Linked DNA regions of Callithrix jacchus: region 1 is linked to region 2. Evidence: chromatin contacts called from public Hi-C data. All regions are on one chromosome and are shown on one strand. Each heading gives the region's core, a stretch centred on a gene start, on an enhancer-like site or on the middle of the called end of the contact. The rest is flanking DNA. Distances are from core to core; before and after follow the strand shown. Region 1 holds the start of EPOP (elongin BC and polycomb repressive complex 2 associated protein). Region 2 overlaps SRCIN1 (SRC kinase signaling inhibitor 1).

Region 1 (2,700 bases), core at 180-2,679, 120 kb after region 2:
GGCGGGCAGGGGAAGCAGTCGAGGAGGCTGAAGGTGCTCGTGGTTGGGAGCGACGGTGCTGGGCGGCGGGGCTGCGCGGTGCGTGGAGGGGGCGCCGGCCGCCGGCGTTTCTTGGCGGCTCCCCGGGCCGCCCCTTTCGCAGGCGGCCGCTCTGGCCCCCGGCGCAAACTCGGAGTGTCCAAGGCGAAGCCCTTTGCGTAACACCAAAGTTTCGACCGGCGGATCAGACGATCGAAATGTTCCTGGCGGAGATGTGCGGGTGCGGCCGGAGCCGTGCTGGCCGTCGAAGGGCTGGCGGCTGGAGCCTCGGGGGAAGCCGGTGGGGGGTTTCCATCGACTTCTGCATGCTGGCAGGGCAGGAACGGCCCCGGCGCCGTCCCAGGACCCGTAGGCTCGGTGGAGAGGCCCGCAGGTGGCGACGGAGGCCGGGAACTAGGCTTCTGAGGCGGGCTGGCGGCTGAGCCACGCTGAGGTTCGAGACCCGGAGCCGGGCGAGGCGGGGCCGAGGCGAAGCCGGTCGGAAATTCCCGAGGGCGCGGGGGCGCCAGGCAGCGGCCCGGAGGTGCACAGGAGCGAACGCCGAAGTGCGGGAAACCGCCTCCGCCCTCTTCCTCCTCTTCGCAGCGGGGACACGCTGCGACGTCCGCATCCTCGCCGGCCGCAATGTTAAGATCGCCTGGCCGCCCGGTCGGGGCCCCGAGGTGCTTCAGGCCATCTGGGGTCCAGCCGCCAGGGCGCAGAGGGGCGTGAGGGCCCCGCAGCACGGCGGGCCGCGCCGCCAGTTCCCCAGGCCCCGGGCCCAGAGAGGACGTCCGGGGCTTGGCAAGGGCGCAGAAGGCGAGGGCACGCAAGCACAGCGGAGAGAATTCCTGGGTTCCCCGACGCGGCTTCCGGGGCGTGGGGGAGCAGGGCGACCCTCGCGGGGACGCCGGCACTGCCAGGCGGGACGCGGGGCACAGGGTCTCCATGGAGCAGCCTGAGGGGTGCCCAGTGAGGGGGTCCGGGTCCCAGCGGCGGGATGCCCTGGCTGCCCGAAGAGCCCACGGGCGAGGGGAACATCGCCCCCCGTCGACGGGGAGGTCTCTGCTCACGGGCGCCCCCGGCCCGCCACCCGGGACCGCAGAGCTCGGGCTCCCTCTTCGTTCTCGTCACGCGGCCCTCCCGGCGGCCGGACTCCTGGGTCCCTGCGAGTCCCGGTGCGGTCGGCCGCCCTTCTGCCGCCGCGTCCCTTTCGCAGCCCCGGGGGGAGCCCCTCTCCAGTCGCCCGAAGCGCAAAGGCGGGGGAAACAAAGCGGCCGGCAGCCCCGGGAGGCGGGAAGGGCCCCGGGCCCGGTACCCGGTGCCCGGGCCCAGGCGGCGGGGAGGGCGCCTTCCGCCCGCTCGGCTTCTTTCTTCCCCGCTGGCTCCCGGAGACCGCGTTATAGAGAACTGCCCCCTCGCTGCCCCAATACCAGCGCCGGGGCCGCGAGCCCAACGCTGATTGGGCCGCACCGCCCGTGACGTTAGCCCCGACCCCACCCCTACGGCGGCGCCGCCCCCGTCCCCATTCCGCACACAGACACACACACGTGGACCCGGCGCGGCGGCGGCTGGGAGGGAGCGCGGGAGGGAGCGTGCGCGGGTGGGATCGCGAGGGGCCAGATGCGCCGCCGCACGTGGCCCGGTGGCGTCCTGGTATTTCTTCGTCCCAAAGCAACTCTCTTTTTCCCGAGCAGTCACGGTTTTGCATCTGTAAAATGGGACGGTTCATATCTGCCCTCTTGGGGCTAAAAGAGCTGTGTGAATCAACGTAGATGGATCTCCAAAATAATGCTGAGGGCAAAGATGAAAAGAAGCGATGGCTGTTTACAAGCTTTGCGCAGCAGGGACTCTAGCGAGGCAAGAATGTTACTTACCTCTGTCTCGGGGCCTCTAAAACAGTGCGTGGCACGCAGTCGGCTCAAAAAAATGCTGTAATGTATAAGTACTTAGGAATTCAGTACTTGCAAGATGAACAAAGAAAAAAATAAATTTGGGAGGGGGGCAGTGTTGTTACACCCATGGTAGCCGATAAATAGGCTGTCTCAGTACCTGTTTCCATTTCTCTGATGCAGTATTTAAATACTCCGCCTCAACTAGATTCCGAGAGGCTGGCTCTGCAGCCCCTGACCCCCAATCCCAGGATGCTGTCCTCTGAGGCTTGATCTGTCTGCCAAATAGATTGAAGAAGCCAGAGGCGGGCACACACAGACCCTGACTCTCATCTCCCCCAAGGAAAATAAAGAAAAAGTGAATTTCCAGTACAAATTCTGATAATGCTGCACACACCCTCAACCTGTCTATTCCCTTAAGCTTCTTTAGTTTCTGCATAGCTTACTGTTACATAAAAGTCGGTACATGGACTTATTCTTTGGTGTCTGTCTCTCCCATTAGTCTGGAAATGAGCCGATGAGAAGTTTGTCTTGATCATTGGTGTATCCCCACTGCCTAGATCAGTGGCCAAGATGTAATAGGTGCTCAATCAATATGTGTGAATGAATGAATGAGCAAGTGAGTGAATTAATGAATCCCTGGGATATTTCTCTTGATAAAAATCAGGGTAATGGAATACTGCTGTTTCCTATCTGTGGAAATTTAGAGATTGGTTTGATGACTTGAGGTAAAGGTGTGGAAAAATGCTGGCAGAGGGCAGCCACAGAGAAAAATTTCTTCTGGGGCCAA
Region 2 (3,003 bases), core at 317-2,816:
GCGCAACCTGAACGCTCCACCTGAACACACTACCCGAGGGTCACTGTGCACGGTTACAGGCCAGAACGAAAGTAGGCAGAGGGCAGAGGAAAATCAGGCAGCTGGTCACATGACAGGGAAGCTGCAGGCCGCAGGAAGCTTGCGTGTGGATCAATATGAAGCAAGACCACAGCAAAAGCAGGCATCAAGCCAGAAAAAGGGAATCAGGAATAATGCCAGTCAAAGGTCTGTGGGTCACAGATAAATCAGGCCAGAGGAGAATGAAATCAGGCTTCAGAACAGACCAACGTCACCTGTGACTCAAAAGGAAGGGAGCTGCGCCTCCCAGGGAAATCAGGTTGCGGGTCACTCCGGCCGCACCCCCACCCCTCCCTCCGCCGCCCGCCCAGCCTCACTTGAGCTGCTGGGTAATGAGCTCCTCGTCGTTGAGATAGCGCAGCCTCTCCTCCTCCACCAGGGTGCGCTGGCGCTGCAGCGGGTCCTCCTGCCGCCGCGCAGCCTCCGACACGCGCATGCTCAGCTCTGTCTCCGTGCGCTTCAGCAGCGCGCGCACCGACTCCTGGTTCTGTAGCTGCGGGACGCACGGACGGATGGACCCGGGTGGGGGGAGCGGAGGCGCGCGGCAGGGGAAGGGCCGGGAGAAGGCCGGTAGAGGACTGCCCAATGCTGCAGGGCAGGGCTCTGCAGAAGATGCGGCTGCTTGGCTCCGCCTCGGGCAGCAGCGAAGGGGTGGGATGGCGAAGGGCAGGGGCAGAGGGCTAAGTTCTGGGGAGGAACAGAGGCAGGAGGAGAACGGATGGAGATCGTGGAGCGGGGAGCGTTAAAATGGGCTATGCAGGCCGGGCGCGGTGGCTCACGCCTGTAATCCCAGCACTTTGGGAGGCCGAGGCGGGTGGATCACGAGGTCAAGAGATCGAGACCATCCTGGTCAACATGGTGAAACCCCGTCTCTGCTAAAAATACAAAAAAAATTAGCTGGGCATGATGGCGCGTGCCTGTAATCCCAGCTACTCAGGAGGCTGAGGCAGGAGAATTGCCTGAACCCAGGAGGCGGAGGTTGCGGTGAGCCGAGATCCCGCCATTGCACTCCAGCCTGGGTAACAAGAGCGAAACTCCGTCTCAAAAAAAAGGGCCATGCAAAGGGGCAGCTGCATGGCTGTGGCCTCAAGCAGCAGTGAGGGGGTGGTATTACAGCGGGGGGAGGGCAAGGTTAAGTTCTGGGGAATATGAGGCAGGAGAAGGGGGTGGGGATATTTGCGGGACAGGGTGTGGCCCTACGTAGGGCCCTGCCGACAGTGCGGGCCCCATGGCTGTGGCTTCCATCATCCCTGAATGGGGACGGGACTGGAATGAAGGACTCAAGCATTGGCGTTTGATAGAGTTTCCGTGGCTGGGACAGGAAGACTAAGTTAACGATTGATCCAACCGAATTACAAGCCTGAATGGCGTGGTGGGCGAGATCTTACCCGTTGCCCAGATGGCAATTCTCTGCCCCCCTCCCCAGCCTGTCTCTGCTCATTATCCTCACCTGACGGGCCCTGGGCCCGCTTGAGGAGCGGACACCGCAATGCCAAGCTCCTGACAGGTGGGACCATCTGCCAGGCAGGGCGGGGGAGGCTGTCAGGGATCAGGAGGGAGGAGCTGAGGGGACTTGGGGGAAGGGTTCTCGCTGCATGAAAGGGATGCAGGGCAGGAAGGAACTGGAATTGCCCCGAGGGATACTGACGAGGGAGGGGGCTCAGTGGGTGACTGGGGCTCCAGGAGTTCTATGGGGACTCAGGGAAGGGGAAGGAAGGCTCAATGAGGGGGACACGGGCGAGGGGTAGGGGCTTGGTGAGGGGAGCGGAGGTTCAGCGAGGGGGCGGAAGCTCAAGAAAGGGGAAGGGGAGAAAGGGTTCGGAGAGAGACCAGTGAGCGGCGAAGGACTCGGGCGTGGGAGTTCTGGGGAAAGGATAAAGGAGTAGGGGATGGGGCGGGACTTGTGGGAAGGAACTTCGACCAGTAGGTGAGCGTTGGTGGGGCGGGGCCCGGGACGGGGCGGTACCTGGAGCTTGCGCAACTGCTGGAGCTGGCCGCGCAGGTCACTGGCGCTGTTCTGCAGGCCTCTCAGGTGCAGCTGCATCTGCAGCCGGCTAACGGCGGTAGGCTGCCCTGCGGGGGTGCTGCCGGCCGAGGGTGGGGGCGGGCCGGACACCGGGGTGGCCCCGCTACTCCGGCCGCCTGACCCGCAAGCTGCAGAGAATAACCACGAGGATGGGAGAAAATGAAGAAATTGTAAGCCTGGGAAGGACTGGAGCAAGGTCCTCCCTACTCTCCGACCCCACACAATAGTCAGAGAAGTCCATGGTTCTGACTACCTGCGCAAGGCCCTAAGGGTGGGGACGAAAGTGCCCGGGCAAAGACCTCTTGGGCTAAGGTGACCACTCATGCCTTCATTGAAAGCCCAGTAATGTAGCTATTGGTTAATCCCCACTTTATAGATTAGAAAACAAACTCCGAGGGAACAAGGATGGGGGAGGGGGAGGGTCACTCACTTGCTGAGGGGGTGGCTGCTCCATTGGAGCCTTCAATCTTCTCACTGTGGCACAGGGAAAAAGGATAGGCATCAGGGGGTCCAGGCCAGCCCCAGACATTCAGAGCTGGGTGGGACCTTAGATGTCATCTCCTCCAGCTCTCTGATCTCAAGATGGAGTCCCAGAGAAGGGAAGGGACTCACCCAGGGTCACCTAGTGAGACACTGGCAGAGCCGACCCAGGTTTCCCCTTCCTCCTGCTCCACCCCCAGGCCCTGGCAGTGGTGTTGGGAGAGGGGCCTCACCTGGGGGTCTCAGGCTCCGAGCCTCGGAGTAAGGCGCTCTGTACCAGGCCTGTGAGGCTGGCAATCTGCTTCTCCATGGCCTCCATGCGCTCCCTGGGGAGGAAGGGGGTCTGAGCAACCTCACTTTAGCATAGAGTCCCTCCTGTCCAGCCCCCCATTCCTAAGATTGGTGACCAGAAGAAACAC

The links. A called contact is a pair of places that touch in the nucleus more often than the background predicts.
Region 1: a contact with region 2 is called in a Hi-C map of induced pluripotent stem cells, with 3 times the contacts expected there. The contact joins the promoter of EPOP here to the enhancer-like site in region 2. A contact is called at or near these places in 3 of 3 Hi-C or Micro-C datasets (induced pluripotent stem cells and skeletal muscle).

What each region holds. Positions count from the first base shown.
Region 1 is chr5:119,189,627-119,192,326 of calJac240_pri, forward strand. It overlaps EPOP (elongin BC and polycomb repressive complex 2 associated protein), which reads right to left and starts at 1,430. Exons shown (of 1, transcript XM_008997472.4): 1 at 1-1,430. The coding sequence starts at 968.
Region 2 is chr5:119,073,510-119,076,512 of calJac240_pri, forward strand. It overlaps SRCIN1 (SRC kinase signaling inhibitor 1), which reads right to left. Exons shown (of 19, transcript XM_078374305.1): 8 at 2,818-2,910; 9 at 2,535-2,578; 10 at 2,045-2,232; 11 at 396-571. Among named protein-coding and RNA genes, the nearest start is that of SRCIN1, 47 kb to the right of the region's middle. Within about 2 kb of position 1,567, at least 6 of the 16 cell types and tissues checked have an H3K27ac peak or open chromatin away from gene starts, as enhancers often do.